Linked DNA regions of Pan troglodytes: region 2 is linked to region 1. A link is a contact called in public HiChIP or PLAC-seq data. All regions are on one chromosome and are shown on one strand. Each heading gives the region's core, a stretch centred on a gene start, on an enhancer-like site or on the middle of the called end of the contact. The rest is flanking DNA. Distances are from core to core; before and after follow the strand shown. Region 1 holds the start of RAD23B (RAD23 homolog B, nucleotide excision repair protein). Region 2 holds the start of LOC104007972.

Region 1 (7,021 bases), core at 3,022-5,521:
GTTTACCCTGAAAACCCCTAGCCTAACTCACTTGCCTAACTCACTCTCTTATCTCTTACCCAACTCACCCTTATCTCTTACCCATCACCTTAGCAATGCAGGCTTTTTTTCAGTACCCAAAACACATTCTTAAAGGTCTTTGCTCTAGCAGTTCCCTATAGAAAACATTCTCTTCATTCTCGAGTGCTCATTTTTACTCAGCTCTCAGCTTAAATGTCACCTTATTCAGAAAGGCCTTCAGTGACTAGTAAATTTAAAAGTAGCCACCCAGATCTCCTGAGCTCAGGAGTTCAAGACCACCCAGGGCAACGTGATGAAACCCTGTCTCTACTAAAAATACAAAAAAATTAACCAGGTGTGGTGGGGCACACCTCTAGTCCCAGCTACTTGGGAGGCTGAGGCAGGAGAATCGCTTGAGCCCCAGAGGCGAAGGCTGCAGTGAGCCAAGATGGCGCCACTGCACTCCAGCTTGGGCTACAGAGTAAGACTCCGTCTCAGAAACAAAACAAAACAACAACAAAAATGTAGCCACCCAGTGAAGTATTATCAAATACTTTATCCTATTTCAACTTTCTGCATAGCACTTACCATTACCTGGTTTTTAAATTTTATTGACAGTTTTATCCCACTAGAATGCACATACCATCACGGCAGGGCCTGACATCTAGTAAGTACACAGCAAATATTTATTAAATAAATAAATCAACATGCAAACACACTACGTTGGGGGATCACTGCTTTGCCAGTTCACCAAAAGAATATATTCAGTTCATTCAAAGATCTTTACTAAATGCCTACTGTGTGCACGGCATCAAAACAGCAAAAGTCTGGCAAAAATGTACCAGATTTCTCAGTTTCTTCCTGTATCTTGTTCTACCAATATGCCAAGAACTCTTAATTTCACCTCTGTGATATAGTATTTTTAATACATTTACTACTCATTGCCTTAATCTAGGAAGCTTCTATAATATGAAATTGTATCTAGCATGACTATATTGAAAATACAATAAACCACCACAGGAATACTTCACTAATAAATGATGGCTAGTAAATACTGTATAATACAGAGCAAGTACTAAAGCAATATACACACACAGTTGTTTTTTTTTTTTTTTTTTTTTTTTTTTGAGATGGAGTTTCGCTCTTGTTACCCAGGCTGGAGTGCAACGGTGCGATCTCAGCTCACTGCAAGCTCCTCCTCCCAGGTTCAAGCGACTCTCCTGCCTCAGCCTCCTAAGTGGCTGGGATTACAGGCATGCACCACCATGCCCAGCTAATTTTCTATTTTTAGTAGAGACCAGGTTTCAACATGTTGGTCAGGCTGGTCTGGAACTCCTGACCTCAGGTGATCCACCCGCCTCGGCTTCCCAAGGTGCTGAGTAAAGCAGTATTTTATAACAATCACATTATAGAGATAAACCACGAAATTAGGTAATTCTTCATAGCACACTAATATGCTATTTATAGATATTAAAACTGATGTCTTTGCAATTCTCTTAGCAAAAACATCCAATGTATATGTAGAATTTTAATGTCACTTACATACTAATCCAATCACATTTCAGCTTTTGCATTTAAAGTCTCATCTCAAATTTACTGAGTTTTGTTTTTAGTTGTTCAAGGCAAACAGTGTCAAGAGTTAGACTGCAGGATTAATTTGTATATCACATACTTTTTCTTGTCACCATTTCAGTGATGCAATAAAATACTGCACTGTATTTTTTTTATCTCAAAAGGTTTATTCCTAAATCTACCTTTCTTAATGGCTTTAAGCAACAGTAATATAAAACACTAATTGACTATAAAACTAAGCTTAAAAACTGTATTCCATTTCCCTCTAAATGTCCATCACACCATTAAACTTCAGAATTTTTTTTTTTTTTTTTTTGAGACAGAGTCTCGCTTTGTCGCCCAGGCTGGAGTGCAATGGAGTGATCTCAGCTCACTGCAACCTCTGCCTCCTGGGTTCAAGCGATTCTCCTGCCTCAGCCTCCCAAGTAGCTGGGACTACAGGTGCGTGCCACCACGTCCGTCTAATTTTTTGTATTTTTTTTTAGTAGAGACGGGGTTTCACCGTGTTAGCCAGGATGGTCTCGATCTCCTGACCTTGTGATCCGCCCACCTCGGCCTCCCAAAGTGCTGGGATTACAGGCATGAGCCACCACGCCCAGCCTAAACTTCAGAATTTTTAAGAATTTCAGAGAAGCAGTGCTCTATCACACATCTCAAAATGCTTTAATATGTAGGCTACTTAAAAGTCTCCCACAATTTTTACAGTAAAAAAAAAAAAAAGCACATAATGAAGAAAATCTCCTAGCAATGGTCTCCCTACCCCACACATACCACCTTCTCATTTTGTTTCTATATTGTTTGAATATTTTATAAGAAGGCTTGCATTACAATTGTAAAAACAAAAAGATCTTTGCAAAGATTAACACTAAAGGCAGTGGTCATGTAATGTATCACAGTAATAGTCAAGTAAATGGTACAAAATGCCTAATAAGTCTAAGAAAGTTTTGTTAAAACTAGGGCAAATAAAAACACCTTAAAACAAATTATCTTGCTTTTTCCATTTTGTATATCCCCCTACTCTATAGCCAATGAGCTTTGACTAAGTCAATAAGGCTCCCAGAAGCCCCAGACCACGTTCTACAGGTCCCTGTACTCCTCCAGTCCTGCCAGCAAAGCTCACTAAACATTTACTTGTTCAACAAATGAATCATTCCCATGATTCCACTTATCGCACAGTCCTTTCTTCCATTTTTGCTCATGCTCATCTCAAGCTCACAAGAGTTGCTATACTGGCTACGTAAGTTACTTAATTTCCTTGGTTCCTTCTAGGTAAAAATTAAACAAGGACAAATCTGTGACCAGACCAAAAACAGGTCTCAATAAGATCCTATCTTATTTTAGATCTATTTCTAATATCCTTGGTTACCTCGTTCTCACAACAACTTAGAAACAGGACACTTAGCGTTGCCCTAGAAAACATAATTTTCATTGTTTATTTTCTTGCTGGAATTCTAAGGTGTCGTATCAAAAACACATACTAATTAAAACCCACTACAAACATAGAATTGAAACAGCTGTCATGAAAAATATTTCCAAAGTCATTAAAATAAAAACTGACAAGTCACTAAATGCAAACGTTCCATATATCCCAGAGGAAATGCTTTAATTTCTTGCCCCAGACTAACAGTATTAGTTTTTTTATACTAACAGCAACAAAATTATATTTATATAAATAGCAGCGAAAGCCGTAGAAACCGCTCCCTAACAATGGGCTTTTCAAAAATATACTTCCAGAAGTATAACATATTACTTTTCCTTGGAAATAAACTGGAAAACAGCAAAAATAGTTAAGAATTCACACAAACACAGGTACAGCATTGACTCTCAGTTAACAGTATGCGTAAAGTGCCTAAAACGCTAAACAAATCTTACAGAACATAAATACTTCAGTGGAGCTGTTGAAAGAGTCACTGCATAACTTCAATACACTCACACGTATTTACCAAAAAGCCACAATATTTCTTTAGCTTTCAATAATTCTGAAATTAACTGAGTATTATAAGCCGATTAAGTTACTGGGGCACCAACATTTGTTACCACAAAGAACCAAAGTCAAATAGGCATTTTACGTAGTTTGTCTGAAATCATCAAACAAACTCCATTTTAACTTTCACCCTTCAACTTATTAATGCACATTAAGCAGTAAAGAAATATTCAAGAGAAATTAGATTCTATTAGTACTGTCAGTCCACAGGGTGTTGTCAATTACTTCTGAGGACACTGAAAAGTTTCTCATGTATAACTGAGATCTCCTGTACTTTTAAGAAGTTAATCACACAGCATACACCTACGTATAAATATTCTGAAATCAAATAATTTTGCATTAAAATCCCAAAAAGGCTGTTTCTTAAAAAATTAAAGATGTACAAAACTTAACATTAAATAAGTAAAACGTAACACTGTATCTCCACTCAAAGGAATCCATTGTTTAAATAATCGATTCCATTTACTGACCACCAAGTAAATACATACCATTTAATCTTCACATCTCTGCAAGGCAGGTATTATCCCTATTATACAGAGGATGAAACTAAGCGTAATTTGCCCAAGGTCATAGCAAATAAGTTACAAAACCACAAATGGAACTCAGGTCTACTTAACACCAAAGCCCCTGATCTCCACCCAAAATAGAATCAACTACTTTTAAAAATAGAGTTGGGCAGAAAGCTGCTGGTTTAAACTTAGTATTATGACAATCTTGGCGGTGTATTTCCGAACATAAGCAGTAAATTTACACTCACAGCGTTTTTAGATTCTTGGCATAAAGTTGTACTGACCTCAACAGTGTCTCTTTATGCAGTCACAAATACAGAAAAATGTATAATGTGGACTTCTGAAATGTTTAAGGCTTTAACTGCAGAAAGGATTCAAAGTTGTTGTTTTTTGTTTTCTTTTTTCCCCCTTGAACTGCTACTGTTTGGGGCATCGGGGGAGGGTGGCTGCAGCGTTCCAACTCCTACAATTCCAAGATTTCTAACACAGAAAACCCGTTAAATCTGAAGTTTAGTTTGAGCCTGGATGGCTGTGAAGAGCTCTAACAGCTAAAACCATCACCAAAGAGGCCTCAAAGTGCAATCTACGCAAGGGTGTGGGTTTGGTGGCGGGAGGAAGGCAGCAGAACGATTCATTTGCAAATAAAAGGGTTAACAATTCTGAGGAGAAAGGGGCAAATTCATTTTCACCACCACTCACCTCTCGGCGGCAAACGGAACCTGATACTTTTTTTTTTCTTAAGGCTCATCTTCTCGGGTTACCAACTCTGGGAACTAAGCGGCTAACCAGGTCCACACAGGGGTAGTGGCGACGCCTACGTCTCCCTCCCCCACCTGTGCACCCATACCAGAAAGCCAGGCTCTACGGCCGAGACGGCCTGGACCTTCCCATCCCCCTCCGGCCCCGCTAGCACGAGCTCCTAGGCCCAGGCCCGCGGGCGTGCGCTCCACGCCATCTGCCACCAGGCCTTCGGCGTCCGGCCACTGCTTCCCCATTCTCCTGCCACAAAGCCCACGGCCAAGACAGGAGGATCGGCTCCGCTGTACGCCGCCAGGGCCGGCACCAGGACCCAGGGCCCTCATCGCGCCCTCCGGGGCTTCCCCCGCTGGAGCGCGCCGCCCGGCCCCACGAGCTCCTGGCGCTCCCCGCGGCCCGCACGCGGCTGCCCCTGCCCCCGGCCCGCGCGCATACCGTCTCCTCGGGGTCAATGTCTATCTTGAAGGTCTGCTGCTGGAGGGTCTTCAGGGTGACCTGCATGGTGCCGCCGCGCAGCTCGGCTGCCGGGCCTGCGCCGGGTGCTGGCCGCTGGGCGGGGTCTGTGGCCTGGCGGGGCCCCGGGGTCGCCCGCGCTCCTCGCGCTCTGGGGAGGAAGGCGGTGGGGGTGGGGGCTTGTCACATTCGCCCAGCGGAGCGGCCTCTCCCCCAGCCCGTGCCCCGGACCGCGCCGCTGCCTCCGCGACTGCGGCCTTCCCCGCGAACTCGGGCCGCCGTGCTTCCTCACGCGCCGAGCGCCAGCCACGGAGTCTGCAGAAGGCGCGAGGGGGTCGGCGAGACAAGCAGGGAATCCGCTAGCTCACCACAGGATGGTGGCCGCCATCATCGTGACTCGCCGAGACGTGCCCCCTCCCCCACGCGAAAAACCTGGGGGGATGGGGCCGGGCGGGCGAAGCGCGCAGGCGTGGGGTGCGGCGACGCTTTGCGCCGGCGCGGCCGAGGACTCCGCCCCGGAATTGGGGGCGGGGCGGAAGGCGGCTCTGGAATGCCGGCGGCCTGGACCCGGATTACGCAGGCGCGTTCCGTGGGCGGCGAGGGCTCTTGGGGCTTCCTCCTAGGGACTATTGCTGGGGCGTTCTCTCCGCCCGCCGCGGCTCCGCCTCTGTCCAGACTCCGCCCGGCTGCCGAAGTTACGCAATGTGTAGCCCGGGAAGCGCTACGTGGAGACCCGGCAGAGTGGATGCGGAGCCCTGGAGCGGGGGAGTAATCGGGGCGGAGTTTAAGTGAAAGGATGGCGGTAACCACAGTCTGGGGGCCAGGACCCGCGGGGCGCTTGCTGCGGGGCTCAGCCCTGGGGGTGTCGACTGATTCTTTAATCCCGACAGCACAGACTCCTGAGCTGGACTGCCCGAGTTCAAATATTGTTTTTTCTCACTAGCCTAAACAGATGGACCGATTTAAAATGAAGGTCAAGTTCTGTCACACCTCGGGGTAGAACTGTCCAGTGTTTCCCCATCTAGCCTCGAGTTAAAGTCAGAGTTATTAGAACGGATGCATTAGCCCCTCGCCTTTCTCCGAGTCGCCTTACTCTCCCCACTGGTGGATTCTAGGTTGCCCCCGGCTCCCTTAACATCCTTGCTCAGATATTGCCTTCTTGGTGAGGTCTGTTCTGGCTGCCTTACTTAAAATCCCAACTTCCTATCTCTGTTGTCCTGCTCTGTTTTCTTGTATAGCGGGTATCCCTTTATAATTACCCTGTAATGTACGTATCTCTTGTTTATCATCTTTCTCCTTTTCCTGTGAACCCCAGACTGAAGCTGCACAGAGGCAAAGATTTTGCTGTGTTCACCCATGAACATGCCTGGCACATTGCAGGTGCACAGTAAATATTTGTGGAATGGGTGAATGTGCTTCTGGATCCTCAGCAGTAGAATGAGAATAATAATGTCACTCATTGATTATTGGAGGGGGAAGTTGAATATTGCATGTAAAATCATGATAAACAGTCTGTAAGCAGTTAGCTATTAGTAGAAAGTCCGTTTACAGATAGAAAACTGAAGTACAGAGATGTTGAGTAATGCACCTGGAATAACCCAGCCAGTAGTAAATGGCAAATCCACAATGTGACCTCAGACAGAATGACTCCAGAGTCTGTGTCCCAGGGTGTGCCACTATTCCCCTCTTTTTTGTTTTAAAGATTATTCTTATTTTTTTAAAGCGTCTGACTCTGTCATCCACGCTG
Region 2 (6,835 bases), core at 1,729-4,228, 420 kb after region 1:
CTTCTTCTCCTCTTCCAACAGCCAGTCCATGCAGGGGACTTCCTCTCCTCCCCGCTCCTCCAACCTTCCTTGGCCGAATGAATGAGCGCGTTTGTGCCTCCACCACCCCGCGCTCTCTTCCCCGGAGCACTCGGACCACCCCGAGGTGGTTGTTAATTGCAGTAACTTACAGAAGAAGCGTCCCGGCGCCGGGAGGTGCTTCGGGTTCTCCAGCCCCACCGCCTCCTTATCCTCTTTCTCTTTCTCCTCTTCCTGCTCGGGTTATTGTTGTGGAAGTTGTTTGGGAGTCTCATGTGCTTCTGCCGGGTCTCAGCAATGGAGGATCGCCATCTTCCCTGCCTTCCTCGGCTCCTCAGACTCGCTGCAGCTGCAGATGACCTGAGATATCCGTCTCTCTCCCTCTCTCTCTCTCTCCCTCCCTCCCTCTCCCTCTCACTCTCTCTCTCCCCTCTCTCTCCTCTTCTCTCTCCTCTCCTCCCTCTCCCTCGCGCGCTCTCTCTCTCTCCCTCCCTCTGTGTCTCTCTCTGAATAATGAGCAACCAGGGGGAGAGAGAAAGCAAGACAGAAAGAGAGAAGGAAGACAATCTTCTCCTGCCACACAAAACGCCGGAGCACCAGGGGGTGCGCGAAGCCTTTCTAATAACAACAACAACGTGCAGCAGAGAGGAAGAAAAAAAAGAAAGAAAGAAAGAAATGAGGAAAAAGGCTAGGGGAAAAAAGAGGAAGAATTATCCAAGAGCTCGAGAAGAGCAGAAGGAGAAGCTGGAGGAGATGCTGAGGCTGCTGCTGCTGTTCCCCCTCCCCCCTGCTGAACCCCAGAAGGAGGCAAGGTGGTTGCAAAGTTAAGGCTGGGACATTGTCTTTGTCACTCAGAGCCAGGCCAGTGAGATGCAAGAGGAGGAGGTGGCGGCGGCAGAGGAGGAGGAGGTGGTGGTGGAGGAGGGGGAGGAAGAGGAGGAGAAGGAGGCAAAGGAGAAGGAGAAGGGGAAGAGGGAGATGAGATGAATAAAGACCTGCGGAGAAGGCGGTGCGAGGAGCGCGGCCGCCGGGCCGAGACGTGCGCGCTCGCGTCCCGGTGGCGCCCGGCAGCCCTGGCCCGCAGAGGAAGCCCCCGGTGAGGACCCTGCCCGGCAGCTCATAGCGCTCCCACCGTCAGCCCTGCCCGAGGCGCCGAGCCCGAGCCCCAGAGGGTCCCTTACTTGCATCCATCTAGAGGCCAACCTTTGCAAAGAACATACGTGGGGAACTGGAGGTTGCAAGTCTAAACCGAGATCAACCACGTGGGGCTTTTTAATCCCTTTCCAGCTTGCGGTGTGAGTATTTCCAGTGAAAAGCTCAAATTGTCCATTACTGGCACGTATTTTGAAGTCTTCTCTCCTGAAATAAAGGCTCATTGTGCGTTTTATTTCTTTCCTGATATGGAAGGTGGGGGGTGGAGGAGGAAAAGAGCCCATCATTCCGAGCTTCGGAACCACCACTTTCTTTTCCTAACTTGTGAAATGTTTTGACTGCGCACCAAAAGAAAAAAAGAAAGCCTGCTTAAATAACTTTACACCCTCCAGCCCCGCGTTGTTTGCACTTTCTGGCTGATCATCTAAAGGCTCGGAAAGTAACAATCAGCGCTCTTAATGATAAGGTGTCATGGTGTTGAAGACACGCGAGCCAAGATGAAGCTTTCACACCTTGAATTTTTATTTAGTGTAATCTCTCCCATATCATTCTGAACTATCTCTTTTGCAAAGGAGTGGTTCCCCCCCTCCACCACCAGGTCGAAAGTCTCCTACGGTTTTAATTGGACTGGGAGCGGTGGGGGTTGGGGGTGGGGGTTCTACAGTATCAAAAAAATCAATGCAGCAAGTGAGGAGCAATTGAAGTTCAAGGGCATGGGCTGATTGTACCATTTCTATTTCTCGGATCTTGGAGTTGGACATCAACAGCCTCAGGAGAAACGCGCAGCGCGCGGGGCAGAGACCTTAATTAAAGTTTCTTTTGTCCGCGTCTGAATTGGGGATGTTGCTGGATTCCTTTGCATTGAGGAGCGCGCATCCGGTGAAGGCGCGGTGTTAAGGATCCTGGGCAAGTCTGTCCTCTTTAAATACTCGCCCTTTCTCCTCCCTCCCCCCAAGCAACAGTCCGAGAAGATATATACCTATAAATCCATACAATAAAGGAAGAGGAGGAGACGCGCGCGGAGTTGGTTCCCATCCGATAGCGGGGCTTCATAAACAGATCTAAATCCTCATTTTCCAAGATTTTCCCGACCCTATATTCCTGAGCAGAATCTCTCACCCCGAGGCACGATTTCACCCACTTCCAGTCAACACTTCCTGCCCTTTTCTCCTCCCACTCACATTGAAAAGCTCGGGATCCCTAAAAGGGTGTTGATGGCGGGGGTGATAAATAAATAAATAAATGACACTCTACGCGTGCGGTGGAGAAGAAAGGAGGGGGAGGGAGAGGAAAGGCGAGGAGAGGGAAGAGAAGTAAGGAGACGAGAACAAGGCGCAGAAAGGACAGAGGCGAAAGGGGAACGGGAGTCACCGAGAAGAGAAAGAAGAAAGGAGAGAGGAGGAGGACGCTGAGGCTGTTCGGGATTGAAATGATCCCGGCTTTGTGCGGCTTTGGGAGGACTCCCCCTTCCGAGTGCCCGGAGGGACCTAGGGAAGTCCTCCTGCCCCGAGCTCCTCCCCACCGGGACCCGGGGGGTGTCTGAGCGCTGGCCGCCGCCACCCCATAAATTCCTCGTGGCAACCGGAGGAAGCGCGCCAGGTCTCCGCCGTCCCTCCACTGTCCCGGCTGATAATTTACCTCTTTGTCTTTAATAAAAAGCTGACTTTTTCTGTCAAGCTCTGCACCGGGAAAATAACAATCGTATTTCAGGTTGAAAGCTCCTATTACTGCTGGGTTTTGGAGGCTGCGATAAAATCTTCATCGACGTGAAGGTACCCTCTGGGTTGGCTTGGGTCGTAAGTCCTAAGATGGGGGCCGTCCTTCCCTGGGGGCAGGGACGTAGGGAACCAGGCGGTGGGGAGGGAGAAAGGAGCGACGAGGTCAGAGGAAACCTTGGGTTTCCAAGGCTCCTGGGGCACCAAAGGGCTTCCCGCAGTCGGGGAATTGAGCCCTGGGGAGGAGCCTTTTGCGAGAACGTGAGCGCGCCGCAACACGCCTCAGACCTCGTAAACCCACTTGGCAAAGACCGGGGAAGCGGCTGGCGGACCGACTGCGGTGAACTCAAGAAATTAACCTGCGCTGCAATTAAACGGGCTGCCGCCCTTTCACACTCACCTCGAGCGACCGAGATAGAGAAAGCTCCCGAACCGGCCGCGGGGGGACCTGGCTCCACCCTCCCGTCCCGGGAGAAGAGGACAAAAAGGGGAGATGGACTTGGAGTAGCCCCGCCCTTCACAGCGCTCCAATCCTTGGAAACCAAACCTCCTCTCCAAGCCTCCACGTCTAGAAGGGACAAAGGCAGCGAGGAGATCCAGAGACCGACGGGGAGATGGTGGCTTTCAGGCTTCTGGTGTGGGTGCATGGGGGAAAGGTACAATGGTTAAGTTTCCATCCCAAATACGGCACCACACGATGGTCTTGAGAAGACACACTCGGTCTTCTGGTTTAGAAGCAAATTGACTTCCTGAAGCTGTGAAGCGAACTATCGCAAAACTCTCTTGCTTCTTGAATGTGGGGACGATACAAATTCAATTAATGATGCCATACACGTAATCTTTTCGACTTTTTAGAAGTCACAAACGCTTTAACTCTCCAATGAAAATAATTGAAAGAGGTTAAACATAAGGGGAATGGGCTTTTTTTTTTCTTGTTTTTATTTGGGACAATTTTTCAAATGATAAAACTGTATAAATAGAAGCTGGGTCAGTCAAGGAAAGCGCCGTGGCTGAAGATTTTCGTAAAAACCTTAGTAAACGTGGCATTTAAGTAACTAATTATGCTTTGCCATTAGCAGACCATTAAGATAAACAGGAGAAAGTTCACACCTCCTGCTATTTCGTTCCCTAAGAATAGTCACAAAGATAATACCAGGCTAGTTGGTGGGTTATTTTCTCCATTAGGAGGGTTAATGTTTAAATTTGTTAATTAAAATACAAAAAATTTGGTTTCCTACACAGCCAACGTTGTGAGGGAAGTCTCACGGGGACATCCTGACTCCTTGAAATTTACCTTTTGTTACTTTATCCTGTGGCATTATCCCCTGGAGTCATATAGGGTTTCAAGACTGTTAATGTTGCAGGGAATGTGAGTGAATATGTTAGAAGTCTGGACTTTCTTCTCCCTTATCATAGGTGACTGGCATACACACTCCTCATAAAGAGAAGTTATGGCTCATCAAAAGAGTGACTTTATGAGCATTAATAGAATAATAAATCTTGTACTTTTAGTTCAAGAAACAGTGAAGTCCTATAATCAGAGTGACCCACGCAAATATGATCCATTCACTTGCCCAACTCTTAACAGGATACGGATAGTCTATAAATCATTTTAGTTTTTAAAACCTTAAAAAAGGAAGGCACCCAAATCTCCCAAAGGAAGGTGTTTATGGGGGGAAAGGGACTTCTAGCAAACCTGCAGGAAGAGATCATGGAAAAACGAACAGTCGGTCCAGAAGCTGAATTAGATAGAATTTCCACCGAAACAAGAATGGATAGATGTTCTAATGTCATTGTTTCAGTATTTATGTTCTATCATTTAAAAAGAGAAAAGTCTTCCTGCTTCCTGAAAGCTATCCAAAAAAAAAAAAAATCCAGTTGATAGCCCCGTTTTCTAAATTCCAGCTGGAAAACTATTCAAGTTGATGATTTTAGCAAAAGAAAGAGTAGGTGAATACAATATGGCTTTTTAACCACATTTTACACATCTCTTTGTGGTATTTCCCTGCCTATGTGAAACTTCCTTTCTATGCAATGCAATGTAGTCTTTTTACTAGTTGAGTTTGCTTGTGATTTTTCAATGAGTTATCTATTTTGAATTCTTGTGATCTTTACTCGTTGGAAATTACTCAGTCTTCAAAAAGTTTTTCTTAAAACTTCAAATTGGATAATTATGGACCTTCCAAATATCAAAAAAGTGAAGTCACTAGCACACCTTCTTTCTAATTTCTTACAGAAAAATCAATATGTTGTCATAAACCCATATTTAAACATATATAACTAGGTAACTAGTGTCCATGCCTAGGGAAAAGTGACTAACAGAAGACAAAGGTGGATGATTCATGATTCTGAACAGCTTTCAAAGGAAGAGACACTGCAATAACTTATATTAAACTTACTCCATATGAATCTTTGTATATATGCCTTTGGATACCAAAGATGTTTCAATAGTGATATTCTAAAATTCAAAAGAAAGTCTTTCTTCCATAGGTAGTAGTTAAATTTACAGTTCTATCAAACTAGTTATTGTAATATGTAATGTGTAATTTCATTCAATCATTGAGTATTTGTTTAGCATCTGTATTATGCCATCTCAGAACTGAGTACTAGGGATACGAAGATGAATAACTGAAATGAGTCAAATTTTTGATGCATGATCAACCACTAGCTTCTATATAACATTACTTGGATATAAAACTTCAGATTTTTTACTCAAAAGCAATACCAGGATTTGGCCTATGATGAAACTATAATTAATTTGAATATTTCTGTTCTCACAATGAAGCTATTAAGGAGTAATATTTTGTCAAAATAAAATTTTTGGAGTTCGTTGTAAAGCCAATGTGTTGGCTTAACTCATAATTTAACATGAAATTCTCCCTCAAAGAGATATTTTATTTTATTTTATTTTATTTTAGATGGAGTCTTGCTCTGTCGCCCCAGCTGGAGTGCAGTGGTGCTATCTTGGCTGACTGTAACCTCTACCTCCCGGGTTCAAGGATTCTCCTGCCTCAGCCTCCCAAGTAGCTGGGACTACAGACATGCACCACCACACCCAGCTAGTTTTTGTATTTTTAGTAGAGACGGGGTTTCACTATGTTGGCCAGGCTAGTCCCAAACTCCCAACCTCAAGTGATCCGCCCACGTCAGCCTCCCAAAGTGCTAGGATTACAGGCCTGAGGCACCTCGCCTAGCCAATCTTTTTAAAAGTGCAAAATAACAACCTTAGATCAACTAGGGTTAGATTAACCAAATTCTGAAGACAAGACTCAAGTGAAAGATTGCCCATTTGTTGAAGCATCACTTCCAGCAGAAAGACCAGCATTTCCAGGTTCTTACTATTTGTTCTCTATCTGAAGCTTAGAGAAAGGAAGTGATTTATTCAGGAACGCAGAGCTGGTAAGGAGCAGTCAGCCCTATAGTCTACACTTCAATGGTAGTTTCTCCAAAGTTATCATTCTCATATCATATTCAAGATTTCTTCTTATTCTTTTTCTTTTTTTGGGGGGATATATTTTCACGTAACTTGGTCCTGTTATTTAATTAATATACATTTTTAAGGTCAACTTTAAAAATTTTTTAACTTCATCATAAGCAATAATATTCACAAATCACAGCTCTGATGGGCTATTTATACATTTTCAATGCATATCAAAATACATACACTGTTATCAAAATTGAAAGAAAGATTTTTGGAGTAAAAAATGTCTGATCGTATACTTGCTAAACTGTATGCTAATGGTAAGGAGTGAGAAAGATGGGGAGGAAAGTGTTGTTACAATTTGTGTTTGTGTGTGTGTGTACAAACATGAATCACTTTTATAATTTAAAAAATTTTACAGAAAAAATTATGTGGCATAGTAGTGGTTAGTATATCTCCAAATTAAGTCATTCCTTTGTATATTCTTAATAGGAAATAAAAATTAGCATGAATCTTTTTTAGAGCAATT

Evidence for each region. HiChIP or PLAC-seq counts read pairs in DNA pulled down with a chosen protein or histone mark.
Region 2: a contact with region 1 is called in an H3K4me3 HiChIP or PLAC-seq map of stem cell-derived excitatory neurons, with 4 times the contacts expected there. The contact joins the promoter of LOC104007972 here to the promoter of RAD23B in region 1. A contact is called at or near these places in 1 of 7 Hi-C or Micro-C datasets (stem cell-derived neural progenitor cells) and 1 of 1 datasets of contacts at active chromatin or transcription factors (stem cell-derived excitatory neurons).

What each region holds. Positions count from the first base shown.
Region 1 is chr11:31,168,802-31,175,822 of NHGRI_mPanTro3-v2.0_pri, forward strand. RAD23B (RAD23 homolog B, nucleotide excision repair protein) reads right to left here and starts at 4,272. Exons shown (of 10, transcript NM_001244709.1): 1 at 4,045-4,272. The coding sequence starts at 4,047.
Region 2 is chr11:31,589,312-31,596,146 of NHGRI_mPanTro3-v2.0_pri, forward strand. It overlaps LOC104007972, which reads left to right and starts at 2,979. Exons shown (of 1, transcript XM_054658935.2): 1 at 2,979-6,835. The coding sequence starts at 2,979. The coding sequence ends at 3,554. It overlaps ZNF462 (zinc finger protein 462), which reads right to left and starts at 3,341. Exons shown (of 13, transcript XM_016961387.4): 1 at 3,286-3,341.